2 separate regions of the Macaca mulatta genome follow, and region 2 is linked to region 1. The links are chromatin contacts, called in public Hi-C maps. All regions are on one chromosome and are shown on one strand. The core of a region is the stretch at or near the end of the contact, and the rest is flanking DNA. Distances in the headings are between cores, read along the strand shown. Region 1 holds the start of SMURF1 (SMAD specific E3 ubiquitin protein ligase 1). Region 2 holds the start of ARPC1A (actin related protein 2/3 complex subunit 1A).

Region 1 (7,023 bases), core at 1,271-3,770:
ATTAATTAATATATATATACCGGACATAAACATTTCAATTAAAACCTATTCCTTCTAAAACACTCATCATATTTCTAACAAAACACAAAATCAGTTGCTTTCGCTTTTAACAAGATAACTGAAACCAATATGATGTCAATTACAGACTGAGTTGTAAATCAGAACCAAGTTAAAAGCTTTCCAAGTATTACAATCTCAAAAATGTTACTTTTATGTTACCGCATAAATAAAAATGTATCTACATTGTATCTACAAAGTGAGAAGTGTTTCCTATCAGCCCTGGTGTGAAGAAATCTATTTCCCCAGAAGCAAAGATCCCAGAGGAAACTACCTCTTACATTACAAAACCAGGGTCTGGGTCTGGGTCCAAATCATTATCTCATTATCTTTATACAAAAAAACAAAACCTTCTCTTCAGACAAAAGTTGGGCCATGCAACAACTATGGGCTCTCAAAGTAAATTTTAGTTTTAAAAAAATTACCCATTGTTTGCATGGATTTTACCGATGACTTTATGGCTGCGCATCTGCCATATAGTGTTCAAAACGCTCATTCTCTCTTTGAAAGGACCTGCCCAGACCAGGACTTTGGAGTTCTCACCCGACTGAGCCACTGAACAGAAAAATCCAGGGGAAAATCCCTGACGGGGATTAGAATGAACTTTTTAGTTTCTTTCCAGAGCTGGAAATATTCGAGTTTGGAAAGTCCCGGAGCAGAGCCACATTTGCAACACGGCCGTCCTGCTTTAGGGATGAATTGAAACTGGGAAGACAGTAGTACCAGGGAGAGTGAGAAAGGGAAGATGAGGATGCAGCCTGGTCCAGAACCTCTGGAGCCCACTAGGGAGACAGACTGGCATCACATCCACGCCACCAAGTCGCAGGCCCACGGCAGAGAGTTGCGCTCACCCTTGAAGGTGGCACTACAGAGCCACCCAGGAAACACGGGCTTTTCACTGAAGACGAAATGAATCAAGGAGCCTGCGTGTGGGCAGCTTCCAAAGCCTCCAGTGAGTGTGGGAGTAGGGATCAGCGTCTCACGGGCGCTCAGGGTTGCTGAGTGTGAGGGTGATGGTGAAACAAAATGCAGAAAAGGTAAAAATTGAAGAAGCCGAGTCAAAAGTAGCTAGCGGTCTGGCCTAAGAGACAGGAAGTGGCCCAGACTGAGACTGACGAGGGCTGGACCAGGGGGAAGTGAGGAGAGCAGGACTGGGAGCAGCTACAAGATAGGATTGAGGAATTTCAGGCTGAAGGAAAGAAAGGGTGGAGGCCCCGCCAGACAGCAGCGAGGGGGCGGGGCTAGGCAGGAATGAGGGCGGGGCTTGAAAGTGAGGGGCGGGGCTAGTGGAAGAAGGAAATGAGGACGGTGTAGGGGGTGAGGGAGAAACGAAAAAGGATTGAGGGGGTGAGAAGCGGGTGGGTGGGGGCAGGAGGGCAGAAGCAAGGGGCAAGTGGAAGGGGAGATAGCAAAAGAGAGGATGGAAGTGGGGGAGAAGCGGGTGGGAAAGTCCAGGAGGATGAAGGGAGCGAGCAGGTGGGAGGGGAAACAGGAAAGCAAGAGAGAGGATGGGAAAGTGGTGAGAAGTGAGGGATGGGACCAGGGGAACAGAGGCGAGGCCAGGAAGGAAAAGCGAGGGGGCAGGTGGGCGGAGAGGTTGGGAAGCAAGGAGAAGCATGGAGGGCGTAAAAACGGCGGAGGAGAGAAATAAACGAGAGAAGCAAGGGGACGGGGCCAGGAATGAAGAAGCGAGGGGGTGGGACCAGGAAGAAGTGAGGGCCGAGGCTAGGAAAGAAGTGAGGAGGCGGGACCAGGAAGAAGTGAAGGCCCAGGCTAGGAAAGAAGTGAGGGGGCGGAACCAGAGAGAAGCAAGGGAGCTGGACCCAGGGAGAAGCGAGGGGGCGGGGCCAGAGAAGTAAGGAGGCGGGAGCAGACAGGAGCGAGGGGGCGGGACCAGGGAGATGTGAGGGGTCAGGTGCCGGGGAGGTAAAGGTGGGGAAAGGAGAGGACCGCCAGGGGGCGGGGCCTGGAGGGAGAAGCGAGGGGTCCGGTGCTAGGGAGAAGAAGGGAAGCGAGAGGCAAGGGGCCGAGCCGGGGAGAGGTGAGGGGACAGGGCCTGGAAGGAGATGCAAGGGGCGTGGCCAGGAATGGAAATGAGAGGGGCGGACCCAGGACGGAGACGCGAAGGGGCAGGTGCGGGGGAACGGGAGACCGTGGGGGCGCGAGCGGCCAGGGGGCGGGGCCGGGCAACGGCGAGGGGGCGGGGCCGGGAGGGAGAAGCAAGGGGCGCACGCCGAAGGGGGTGACGAGGTCCTGGGACAACGGCCGGCGTGGGGGAGGGCCGCTTCCAAGGGCGCCCGGCGGGGAATTCCACGGAGGGCGAGGGGGCGCAGGGGCGCAGGGGCGCGGGTGGGCCTCCCGCCGGCCGTACCTGTCAGACGGATCTTGATGCTGGAGCCGTTCCTGCGTGTCCCGGGGTTCGACATCTCCCGCCAACGATCGGGCAGCCGCGGATCCAGCGCCGCCGCCCCCCGGCCCGGCCCGGCCCGGCCCCGCCGCCGCCGCCTCAAGGTTACGGCTCCGGGCTGGGCGCCGGGGTCCGAGCCGGGACACAAACTCCGCGGCCCAGGCGTCCGGGCGGCAGGCGGATGGTCGAGCCGGGAGATCGGCGCTCGCTGCGGCGCTCTGACTCTCGCTCCTCCCAGCCGAGCCCAGTCCCGAGCCGCAGCCGCCGCCGCCTCCACCACCTCAGAGCCGGACGCCAGCCGCCCTCGCCGCTTCCGCCGCCGCCGCCGCCGCCGCCTCCCCGAGCCGCGCGCGCGCCCGCCGCCGTGCCGGCCCGGCCCTGCGCGCCCCCGTGCCTGCGTGCGTGCGCGCCCCCGCGGCGTGCTCCGGGGCGGGGCGGGGCGCGCCGCTACGTCGCCCACCCGCCTCGGGCGCGCGAGGCCCGGATCGCGCGGGATGGGGTCTTCCCGCTTCCTCGAGCCAGCGGGTGGGAGAGTCTGGCCCCAAGCCCGGGAAGGGAGAGCAGAGCTGGCCCCGGGGCCCAGTGCGCCGTCGCCCTCTGTTTTGGCCCCTGTCTCTGCGAGGCTCTGAGTGGCTCCTGAGTGACTGAAGAGGTGTTTGCATGAAACCGTGGGCTGTGTCCATACCAAGCACCTTGCACACAGGCGTGCAATACCAGTTTTTTTAGTTGAGAGCTTTCGATCGTGCAAGTTCAAGGGAGGGACTTCTCAAAGAGACAAAGCGCTTAGGTGTGTTCTGTACAACCGGTGTGCTCCACTGACCCATAACAAAGTTGCCAGAATCGCAGAAGTGCCATATACGGACAAGGAAAATGAGATGAGAGAGGGATAAAGTTGAGAGGCGGATGCTTGTTATTATCCAATCTGCATACAATTTTACCAAACAAGAAAGCAGCATTGTGGTTGGTGTTCCCCAGTCTTCTGCTAAGTTTCCCCTTCTCCCAGGGTTGCAGGTTAGAACCAACAGCTCATGGCTGGGTAAGGTGGCTGTAGCCTGTAATCCCAGCACTTTGGGAGGCCGAGGCGGGCAGATCACTTGAGCCCAGGACTTTGAAGCCAGCCTGGGCAACATAGGGAGACACCATCTCTACAAAAAATACAAAAATTAGCTGGGCACGGTGGTGCACGCCTGTAGTCCCAGGTACTGGGAGGCTGAAGTGGGAGGAACGCTTGAGCCCCAGAGTTCAAGGTTGCAGTGACTATGATCAGGCCACTGCACTGCAGCCTGGGCGACAGAGCTAGACACTGTCTCCAAACACACACACACACACACACACACACACACACACACACAAAGTTCATTATGCGCTTTCTCCAGCAAACAAACGCCTTTCTGTTAGCATGTTATAGAAAGAAAATGATATGTTATTAGAAAGAGAAAGCTAGGTTTATCAAACTTGTTTTTTACCCACTACCTTTTTTTTTTTTTTCTTTTGAGACAGGGTCTCACTCTGTCACCAAGGCTGGAGTGCAGTGGCACGATCTTGGCTCACTGCAACCTCCACCTCTGGGGTTCAAGCGATTCTCATGCCTTAGCCTCCCAGATAGCTGGGATTACAGGCGTTAGCCACCACACCCAGCTAATTTTTGTGTTTTTGGTAGAGATGGGATTTCGCTGTTTTGGCCAGGCTGGTCTCAAACTCCTGAGCTCAGGTGATCTGCCCGCTTCAGCCTCCCAAAGTGCTGGGATTTCAGGCGTGAGCCACTGCTCCCAGCCCCCACTACCCATTTTCATGTAGAAATTATTACTTTTTCTGATTCTTCATCAATCAACTTGAACAAATTATTTTAATACCATATGTGTGTATGTGTGTGTGTCCCGAAGAAAGTAAGCTCTGGGCCATTGCTATCATCCCCTGCAGCCTTAGGCCTGTCCTGAGGTCACAGTCTTCTGTGAACCTTCTACATAGAGCGCCTAGACATGCCTGCCTGCCTCAGGATGAGCCTAGTGAAAGCAGAGTCTCTCCTGGGCAGGATTCAAGGCATCACATCTGTGAAATAAAAGGATGGTCCTGGGTCATTTCTGTGGCACCTTACAGCTCTTTCAGTTATCCTCAAGAAAAACCCAAGAATACAAGCAATGTTTAAGCAATAGCAGTAGAGCCACAATCCAGCTGTTTCCATTTGTAGATGATTGTCACAGAGAGTGAATACCTGGGTCTGAGTTAATCCATCCAGTCTCTAATGCTCCCAGGTAATCCCCATTCTTCTGCCAATCCCCTTAGTATTTCCCCCTCCTCTTTATTCCCCTATTCAAAGAGTCTCCTCTCTAAACAAAACCAAAAATCACTCTCTGCTTACCTGGGTGCAGGCTCCTGTTCTTATTCCCAGGTGTTCTGATCTAGAAACCTTTCATTGATTAATTTTGTTGCTTTTCTTCCTGCCCTGAGGGCTAGTTCTTCCTTGGCTTGACTGTTTCCTTACTCTTTGAGTCAGGAGGTTGCTTCTGGAGGTTTCTGAAAGGCATTTTGTTCACTCAACAAGTACAGATGCTCCTTGACATACAATGGGGTTACATTCTGATAAACCCATACTATGTTGAAAATATCATGTCAAAAACACATTTCCGGAGGCCGGGCATGGTGGCTCACACCTGTAATCCCAGAACTTTAGGAGGCTGAGGTGGGGGGATTACCTGAGGTCAGGAGTTCAAGACCAGCCTGGCTAACATGGTGAAACCCTGTCTACTAAAAATACAAAAGTTAGCTGAGTGTGGTGGTGTGCACCTGTAGTCCCAGCTACTCGGGAAGCTGAGGCACAAAAATCAAACTCAGGAGGCAGAGGTTGCAGTGAGGCGAGATTGTGCCACTGCACTTCAGCCTGGGCAACAGAGCGAGACACTGTCTAAAAAAAAAAAACCAGAAAATGCATTTACTACACCTAAAATGCATTTACTACACCTAAGCTACCAGCCATTATGGCTTAGCCCAGCCTACCTTAAGTATGCACAGAACACTTTCATTACCGTACGGTGGGGCAAAAACATCTAACACAAAGCCTATTTTACAATAAAGTTATTATAAAGAATTTTGAATCAAAATTCAAAATTTGAAGTATGGTTTCTACTAAATGTGTATCGCTTTCCTACCATAACATCAAAAACTCATAAGTCAAACCATCATAAATTGGGACCATCTGAAATTGCTAGATATTCCCAATAGTATCTTTCACCACAGCTGCACAAAGGTGATCTTCCTACCTGGAAGCTAGTGTTTTACTCATTCAGGAAACATCGGCCACCTACTATGTGGCTAGGAACAAGGAACACAAAATAAATCTATTACGGCTTCAGCATTCCAGAGGCTCAGTTAACTGTATGAAACAGACACGAGCAACTGACAATGATACAGTGATGGGGATGTGTATAGCAGGCTAGAATGTAGATGACAGAACAATTCTGCATAAGAAGAGAAATGGAGACATCTCAAGTCACAGATGACTTTAATCTAGAGCTTAAAGCCAGTGTTCAAGTTTGCTGGGCAAAGTGGTGAGGAAGGGCGTTATAGATAGAAGGAACAGCTATACAAAGGCATGAACATGAATGCATTTTCCAGCACCATTTTCAATAAAAGTGTACTCATGGAGCTGCTTGTATACTGTATCCATACAACTTACTCCATTAAAAGTTGATCAAAGGCCGGGCACAGTGGCTCACACCTGTAATCCCAGCACTTTGGGAGGCCAAGGCGGGTGGATCACCTGAGGTCAGGAGTTTGAGACCAGCCTGGCCAACATGAGGAAACCCTGTCTCTACTAAAAATACAAAAATTAGCTGGACATGGTGGTGCATGCCTGTAATCCCAGCTACTCGGGAGGCTGAGGCAGGAGAATCGCTTGAACCCAGGAGGCGGAGGTTGCAGTGACCCAAGATTGTACCGCTGCACTCCAGCCTGGGTGACAAGAGCAAGCCTCTATCTCAAAAAAATAATTTTTTTTATAAAAGCCTGGGCAACATAATGAGACCCCGTCTCTACAAAAAATTTAAAAATTATCTGGGCAAGGTGGTGCATGCCTGTAGTCCCAGCTACTCAGGAGGCTGAGGTGGGAGGAAGGCTTGAGCCCGATAGCTCAAGGCTGCCGTGAGCTATGATTGTGCCACTGCATTCCAGCCTAGATCACAGAATGAGACCCCATGTCTTTAAAAAAAAAAAAAAAAAAAAAAAAAAGTTGATTAAAAATAACAAAAAGCATTTGCCCACTTAAAAATCATCAGACACTATCATATTGAACTTAAGATATATCATCTTGACTTCCTTTCATCATGTATCACGTTCCTCAAAATACGATCTTCTAAAGCTATCTGGAACAAACAGATGCAAAATGTCAAACAATTCTGCTGAAACAGAGATGGAACTTGGTGAGCCTCTTCGAGTGTCCTCTTTGCAATGGCTTTACACAGAGCAGTTTTGACCCTGCTTTCTAGGTAGGATTGGACTGCTTTTATTTCCCAAAAATGTGTCAGTTCCCTGTGTCAGTGTTATTGAGCATTTGAAATATTTTC
Region 2 (7,023 bases), core at 2,950-5,449, 190 kb after region 1:
ACAAACATGTAACCTTCCTAAACTATGATGGATTATGTTCCTGATGTGTCTATACAAGCCCCACCTTCCATTCTCAACTAGCAGTAACCTCTGTGTCCTTTGACATCCAGATTGTTTGCTTTCATTCATTCTCACTTCCATTCAAGGAATGTTAACCAGGACCTTCCAGGTTCAAGGTATTGTGCATTTCCTCATATTTAAAATTATTTTAGCAGCCATCCCTGGTCTATAAAATAAGATAAAATAATTTGTGACCTGGTCATATCCTAACCTCTAAATTATTTGAGAACAGAAGGATCTTACTCTACTCATTAACACAATACTTGGCACTTGGTATTTATTAAATATTTGATGACTTGAATCTTGACCAAATTCTAATTCAACTCAATTCCAATTCCAATCCAATCAGCAAAGCCAACAAAATCACCCACAGTAGTGTCCAATCCCTCCCCTCCCTTCCATTGCCCACTTCTAAGTACCACCTTCCCTGGCACTAATTATGAAATCTAATTAGGGAAAAAGAGTCAGGATGGTGGGAGCAGGGGAAAGCAAATAAGCAGCAAGTAAACTACAAGTCTGCCATTCTTCATGGTCCAGACACACAGCCCTCCTCTGCAAATAACTCACAATCTTCCTGCACCCAACAATTACGGCATAAACACTATTCCATAAAATCCCCAGCAAGCCTTTCTTTGCAGTCGGCTGCTCTTCTGCTGATTCTGCCTGTTGCCTTCTTGTATCTTCCTGCTTTCTCTAACAAATCTGCCTTTGTCTACAACTGTCTTGGTAAATCCTTTTACTCACAAGCCACCCAGACAGCCGCCCCTCACCCATGATACTAATTTTTTAAAAGGTTGAGTCTGCATTTTGGATACTACATCACACATGCCTTAAACACTAAAAGTAACTCACCCTCCTTAGAACCCTGATGGTTGGCTTTTATAGCAGGGCATGATGGTAAACAGGTAAGGCCAGAGCAGGTGGCCAGTCCTGCAACCCTTCCTTGTATCAAAACCCTCAGGTTTCAGGCCAGGTGTGGTGGCTCATGCTTGTAATCCCAGCACTTTGGGAGGCCAAGGTGTGTGGATCACTTGAGGCCAAGAGTTCAAAATCAGCCTGGCCAACATGGCAAAATCCCATCTTTACTAAAAATACAGTAATTAGCTAGGTGTGGTGGCACACGCCTGTAATCCCAGCTACTCCAGAGGCTGAGGCATGAGAACCGCTTGAACCAGGGAAGTGGAGGTTGCAGTGAGCTGAGATCACATCACTGCACTCCAGCCTGGGCGACAGAGCAAGACACCGTCTCAAAACAAAACAAAACAAAAAAAAACCCTCAAGTGTCAAAATATGCTGGTCCTTTTTCTTCAGTTACAGAATAGGTGGTTTAACTTTAAGAGCCCCGCTTAGAGCTGAGATTCTACCATCTGGAATGACTCATAAAATATCAAGTGGGCTGGGTGTGGTGGCTCACCCCTGTAATCCCAGCACTTTGGGAGGCCGAGGCGGACGGATCACGACGTCAGGAGTTCAAGACCAGCCTGACCAACATGGTGAAACACTGTCTCTACTAAAAATCAAAAATTAGCTGGGTGTGGTGGCGTGCGCCTATAATCCCAGCTACTCAGGAGCCAGAGGCAGGAGAATCGCTTGAATCTGGGAGGCAGAGGTTGCAGTGAGCTGAGATCACGCCATTGCACTCCAGCCTGGGTGACAGAGCAAGACTCCATCTCAAAAAAAAAAAAAAAAAAAAAAAGAAGTGAAATGCATCAGATGGTAAGATTTGGTTAGGCTAAACTGGAAAATTCTATTTCAAATCAGAACTAGTGACTAAGAGTAAATGTCTGTTATTTTTCTGGGGCTAACATTTCTTGTCACTTATCATAAAGTCTGGTATTAATTTGCATTTGTCACTCTCGTCCATCCAGATTATAAATTCCATCAAAGCAGTAAGTGTTCCTTGTAAAGAAGTGGGACCTTCATAAACTCCTCTATATACTTGGGAATTGATTCATGTAACTTGCAGACACACAAGAATCCCTGCTTTCCACAACTGCTGTCCTCCCTTTCCCAAGCTGTCTCTTGGAGGCGGTAAGGAATTTACAATGGTCTTCATGCTCCATCTGCTCTATTACCCTATGACCAAAGACTTTGTAACCATGGGGCAGAGTTAAAATTAGTGACTTTCAGTGCAGAGAGTGCTCCATTAACAGCTGGATTCACTAACTCAGTGGTCCCCAATCTTTTTGGCACCAGGGATCAGTTTCATGGAAGACAATTTTTCCACGGACTAGAGGGCAGGGGCAGGGGGAGAGGGGTGGGATGGTTTTAGATCATCAGGCATTAGATTCTTATACGAGCATGCAACCTAGATCCCTCACATATGCAGTTCACAATAGGGTTCACTTTCCTATGAGAATCTAATGTCCCCACTGATGCAACAGCAGGCAGAGCTCAGGCAGTAATGCGAGAGTTGGGGAGCAGCTGTAAATACAGATGACACTTCGTTGGCTCGTCCTGCTCACCTCATGTGCCAATGGGTTCCTAAAAGGCAACAGACCAGTACCCGTTAGCAGCCAGGAGGTTGGGGACCTCTACACTAACTCCAAAGAACATAGCGGGTCTGGTGGGGCACCGTGGCTCACGCCTGTAATCCTAGCACTTTGGGAGGCTGAGGCAGGTGGGATCACCTAAAGTCAGGAGTTCAACACTAGCATGGCCAACATTGTGAAACCCCGTCTCTACTAAAAATACAAAAATCAGCCAGGCATGGTGGCGCGCGGCTGTAGTCCCAGCTACTCAGGAGGTTAAGGTAGGAGAATCACTTGAACCCGGGAGGCACAGGTTACAGTGAGCCGAGATGGCGCCACTGTACTCCAGCCTGAGCGACAGAGCAACACTCCGTCTCAAAAAGAACATAGCGGGTCTGAAATTGAGAGTTTGACAAGTACACCTATGTAAACCTCAACTTACAACCAAGCATTGGGATAAAACTTGTAAATACCAAAGGGAAGGAGACAAGCCCTTGGTTGGCCTGGCACGGAGGGGGGGCTCACACTCAGCACTTTGGGAAGCAGAGGATGGAGGACTGCTTGAGCCCAGGGGCTCAAGACCGGCCTGGACAACATAGGGAAACCTCATCTCTACAAAAAATATAAAAATTAGCCAGGCACAGTGACTCACACTTGTAATCCGAGGGCTTTGATAGACCAAAGAGGAAGGACAGCTTGAGCCCAGGAGTTCAAGACCAGCCTGAGCAACACAGCAAGACCCTGTCTCTACTAAAAAATAAAAATTAGCCAGGCGTGGTGGTGTGCACTTGTAGTCCCAGCTACATGGGGTGCTGAGGCGGGAGGATCGCTTGAGCCCAGGAGTTCCAGGCTGCAGTGAGCTATGATCGCGCCAATGCACTCCAGCCTGGGCTACAGATCGAGAACCTGTTTAAAAAAAGATAAAAAGAAAGAAAAAAGAAAAGCTCTCGAGTAGCCCCATCTAAGGGGGCTGGGGCTGCTCCAGAATTTCTACGGGTTCAAGGGCAGCAGCCTGGTTGCAGGTGGGGATCAGGGCATTTCTCAGAAGCTGCATCTGCGGGACAGGCTCTGTCCTCTGTGAATTGGGGACCTTGCCAAGTTCCCCCAACCCTTTTTCCCTGAGGCGCCATCTTGGGAGCAGGGAACAAGTGATTCTGCCCCAGGAAGGGTCGAGAATGTTCCTGGGGGGCTTCAGGGGTTTTCCACAGAGGGAGCACCGCGGGGGCGGAGGCTCCCTGCAGCGAGGAGCGCTGAGGTCGACTGGCTCTGACCTTGGCTCTCTGAAGGGAGAAAAACAATTGTTTGTCAGGTCCAAGAGCTCCAAAGACCCCCAATCCTCAATCACTCATCTCCTGACAAAAGAACTTGCGAAACTGCCAAGGCGCCACACTTCGGCTCGCGATTGTGAGGTAATTAGTTGAGGAACGGAGTGAGATGACCATGCCGCTTCCCCAGCACTTGCCAGGCGTTCCGTGGGGCCGCATTTCCTCTGAAGGGCCGCCGCCGGTACCAAGCCGATCGGACAGCGTATCCTCCTGCTCCACAGCCTGCCTAGCCCCGGACTGCACGCCCGAGCTGTCCGCATGCGCGGACGGCCCGCGGGGCCGCAACGCGCAGGCGCTGTGGCCACTTCCGGGATCTGTCAGCCGCTCCCTCTGGGCTTCCGTCCTCCGCCCGCGCCCGCCGGAGCCTGTTCGCGTCGACTGCCCAGAGTCCGCGAATCCTCCGCTCCGAGCTCGTCCGGACTCCCCCGATCCCAGGTAACGGCCAGCAGGGGCGAGCGTCTCAACCTGTCGGCCTCTGTTGTCCAGGCCTCGCCCCGGCCTTGGACCCGCGGGGGCAGTGAGACGGGGTCTTAGGCCGCGGGGCCCCGAGGCTGAGGCGCGGCCGGGTCTCCCGGCTGGGGCCTCCTGAGGGGGCGGGGATCCCCTTTCTCCGTGGATCCCCTGGAGCTTCTCTCAGGATGTTCAAGCTCCTAGCCGCCTCCGATGACCGAATTAACGGCCCCTTCTGCGCTCCCAGGGTCCTACTTGCATCTCTGCTGGGGGCATTTGTCACCGTCTTTAAAATTGTGTCAAGCAGAAGGATCTCCCCTAATCGAGCGACCTGCGGGACTTTTCATCTCTTTGGCGCCTACAGTCGATCCCTGCATACAGTAGGCGCCCATAGGATGTTTGCCTGCTCTCTAGGGCAGCCCTCAATCCTTCAGTTATTGGGGAACCTTCCCGATCTCGAGAAAAACCTTCTCCCGAGTTCTTTAAGATTCCCCTGCATGAGCACCGCCTTCCCCCAAGTCAAAATTTCTCCCTTCTCAGCGCTCTTATTCGCTTGTTGGAATCTTTTATGCCAATCCTGGCACCGCCACTTTTGCTGGGTGATCCTGGGAAGATGCTTCTCTGTGCCTGTTTCCTCATCTGCAAGAAAAAGATTCTTACTGTTTTGCTAAGGATGAAATGAGCTTATTTGCGTAAATTGCTTAGAATAGTTCCTGGCCCAGAGTAGGTGATCAATAAATATTAGCTATTATTACTGCTTCTGGGCATTCTATGCATATCCGTCTTCCTTTCCTTTTCTACCTCCTCCACTCTCCCCAAACACCAACCCTCCAGACTTGAAGACCAGAATGGTGTCAGCCTTATTTAAGTTTCTGGCCCCATCCCGGTATTTACAACGCTGCTGGGAACATGAGAGGCACTTAATCAATTATAGCTTAGAATCTTTGATTATAAAGCCATCTGTTTTGCAGCTTTGGAACCTTCTGTCTATGTCAACTCATAGCTTAAATTGCCGAGATTATCTTAGTTCTGCCCTCTCTTCTCAATTTTATCTAGTCTTTTGGTTTTACATAGGGCCTGGGTTTTCAGGTATCTAAAAACAAAAGAGGGGCATCAGTCAGGAAGGTGTTTTTGTCCTGTTAGGGAGTGGGTAACTGTATGGCTGTTGTCTTCCTTTTTGTGTGTGTGTGTCCTGCAGCCTCGACCTCCTGGGCTTAAGAGATCCTCCCACCTCAGCCTCCTGAGTAGCTGAGACTACTGGCATGTGCCACCACGCTGGGCTAATTTTCATTTATTTTTATTTATTTATTTTTGGAGATAGAGTCTCACTCTGTCACCCAGGCTGGAGTGTGGTGGTGTGATCTCGGCTCACTGCAACTTCCACCTCCTGAGTTCAAGCGATTCTCCTGCCTCAGCCTCCCGAGTAGCTGGGACTACAGGCATGAGCCACTGCACTTGGCTAATTTTTTTTTTCTTTTTGTATTTTTTGTAAAGACAGGGTCTCATATGTGGCCCAAGCTCGTCTGGAGCTCCTGAGCTCAAGCTGTCCTCCCACCTCGACCTCCCAAACTGCTGGGATTTGGGGTGTGAGACACCGCACCCAGCTTATATGGCTATTTTCTCCCACAAAGTATTCGGAGATCTTCTGGAGTACATCTGTTAATCACAGTTAAAGGAAGGGACCATTTTGGAAAACTCCTATTTTGGACGGGGAGTGGTGATACTTTGATCTAATCGTCTCATCCAATGCTGAAACAAATCCTACATAAAGAAGTTTAAAATGGTCTGCTGGTGAGGCTGGTGCCTGGACTGGAGCCTGTCTGAACGTTGAGGAGGGTGTGGTGACCTTGTTGGAGTACTTGATGTTGCTAGATTGGGTAATGAGAGTGATTAGGAACTAGGTGAATCACGGTCTTAAAAACTGACCCTAAATAGGGGACGGAAATTCCCACTTGTGTGAATACTTTCAAGCTCCAAAGGAGTAGGGCCAAGAATTTATAGCATATGTCAACGTTTCCAAGCTCAGAGAAACTAACTGGTGGGTTCTATGGTTGGTTTAAAAGCCTTGGGTTGGCCAGGCGCAGTGGCTTACGCCTGTAATCCCAACTTTTTGGGAGGCTGAGGCGGGTGGATCACCTGATGTCAGGAGTTTGAGACCAGCCTGACCAACATGGAGAAACCCCGTCTTTACTAAAAATACAAAATTAGCCAGGCATGGTGGCACGCACCTATAATCCCAGCTACTTGGGAGGCTGAGGCTGGAGAATCACTTGAACCCAGAAGACAGAGGTTGCGGTGAGCTGAGATCGCGCCATTTCACTCCAGCCTGTGCAACAAGAGCAAAACTCCATCTGAAAAAAAAAAAAAGCCTTGGGTCAAAGGAAGAAAGGGAACCTACTGGCATGTATTTTCAGGCTACGCTCTGTACTACTTGCTTTCACGTGTTGTCTCATTTAATTCTCCTTGTGATATCGGTGGTATATCTATTTTACAGAAGAAAAAAAATGATATTTAGACATATCAAGTGACTTGCCCAGGGTCTCATAGCTAGTGTGTGTCAAAAGCCAGGGTTCAAACCCAGCCTCGGCTTCAGAGCCCATGGCTAGCCATACATCAGAATGACTCTGTATTCTGTGTGATAGATAAAGAAAAGGGATGGGGGGGCCGGGTGCGGTGGTCATGCCTGTAATCCCAGCACTTTGGGTGGCCGAGGCGGG

The links. A called contact is a pair of places that touch in the nucleus more often than the background predicts.
Region 2: a contact with region 1 is called in a Hi-C map of cortical neurons, with 2.0 times the contacts expected there. The contact joins the promoter of ARPC1A here to the promoter of SMURF1 in region 1. A contact is called at or near these places in 2 of 14 Hi-C or Micro-C datasets (cortical neurons and fetal cortex germinal zone).

The regions. Positions count from the first base shown.
Region 1 is chr3:46,364,304-46,371,326 of T2T-MMU8v2.0, forward strand. SMURF1 (SMAD specific E3 ubiquitin protein ligase 1) reads right to left here and starts at 2,521. Exons shown (of 18, transcript NM_001257631.1): 1 at 2,429-2,521. The coding sequence starts at 2,483.
Region 2 is chr3:46,555,069-46,562,091 of T2T-MMU8v2.0, forward strand. It overlaps ARPC1A (actin related protein 2/3 complex subunit 1A), which reads left to right and starts at 4,200. Exons shown (of 10, transcript XR_013415062.1): 1 at 4,200-4,291. LOC144339710 (a long non-coding RNA gene) reads right to left here and starts at 6,673. Exons shown (of 2, transcript XR_013415067.1): 1 at 5,744-6,673; 2 at 4,189-5,563.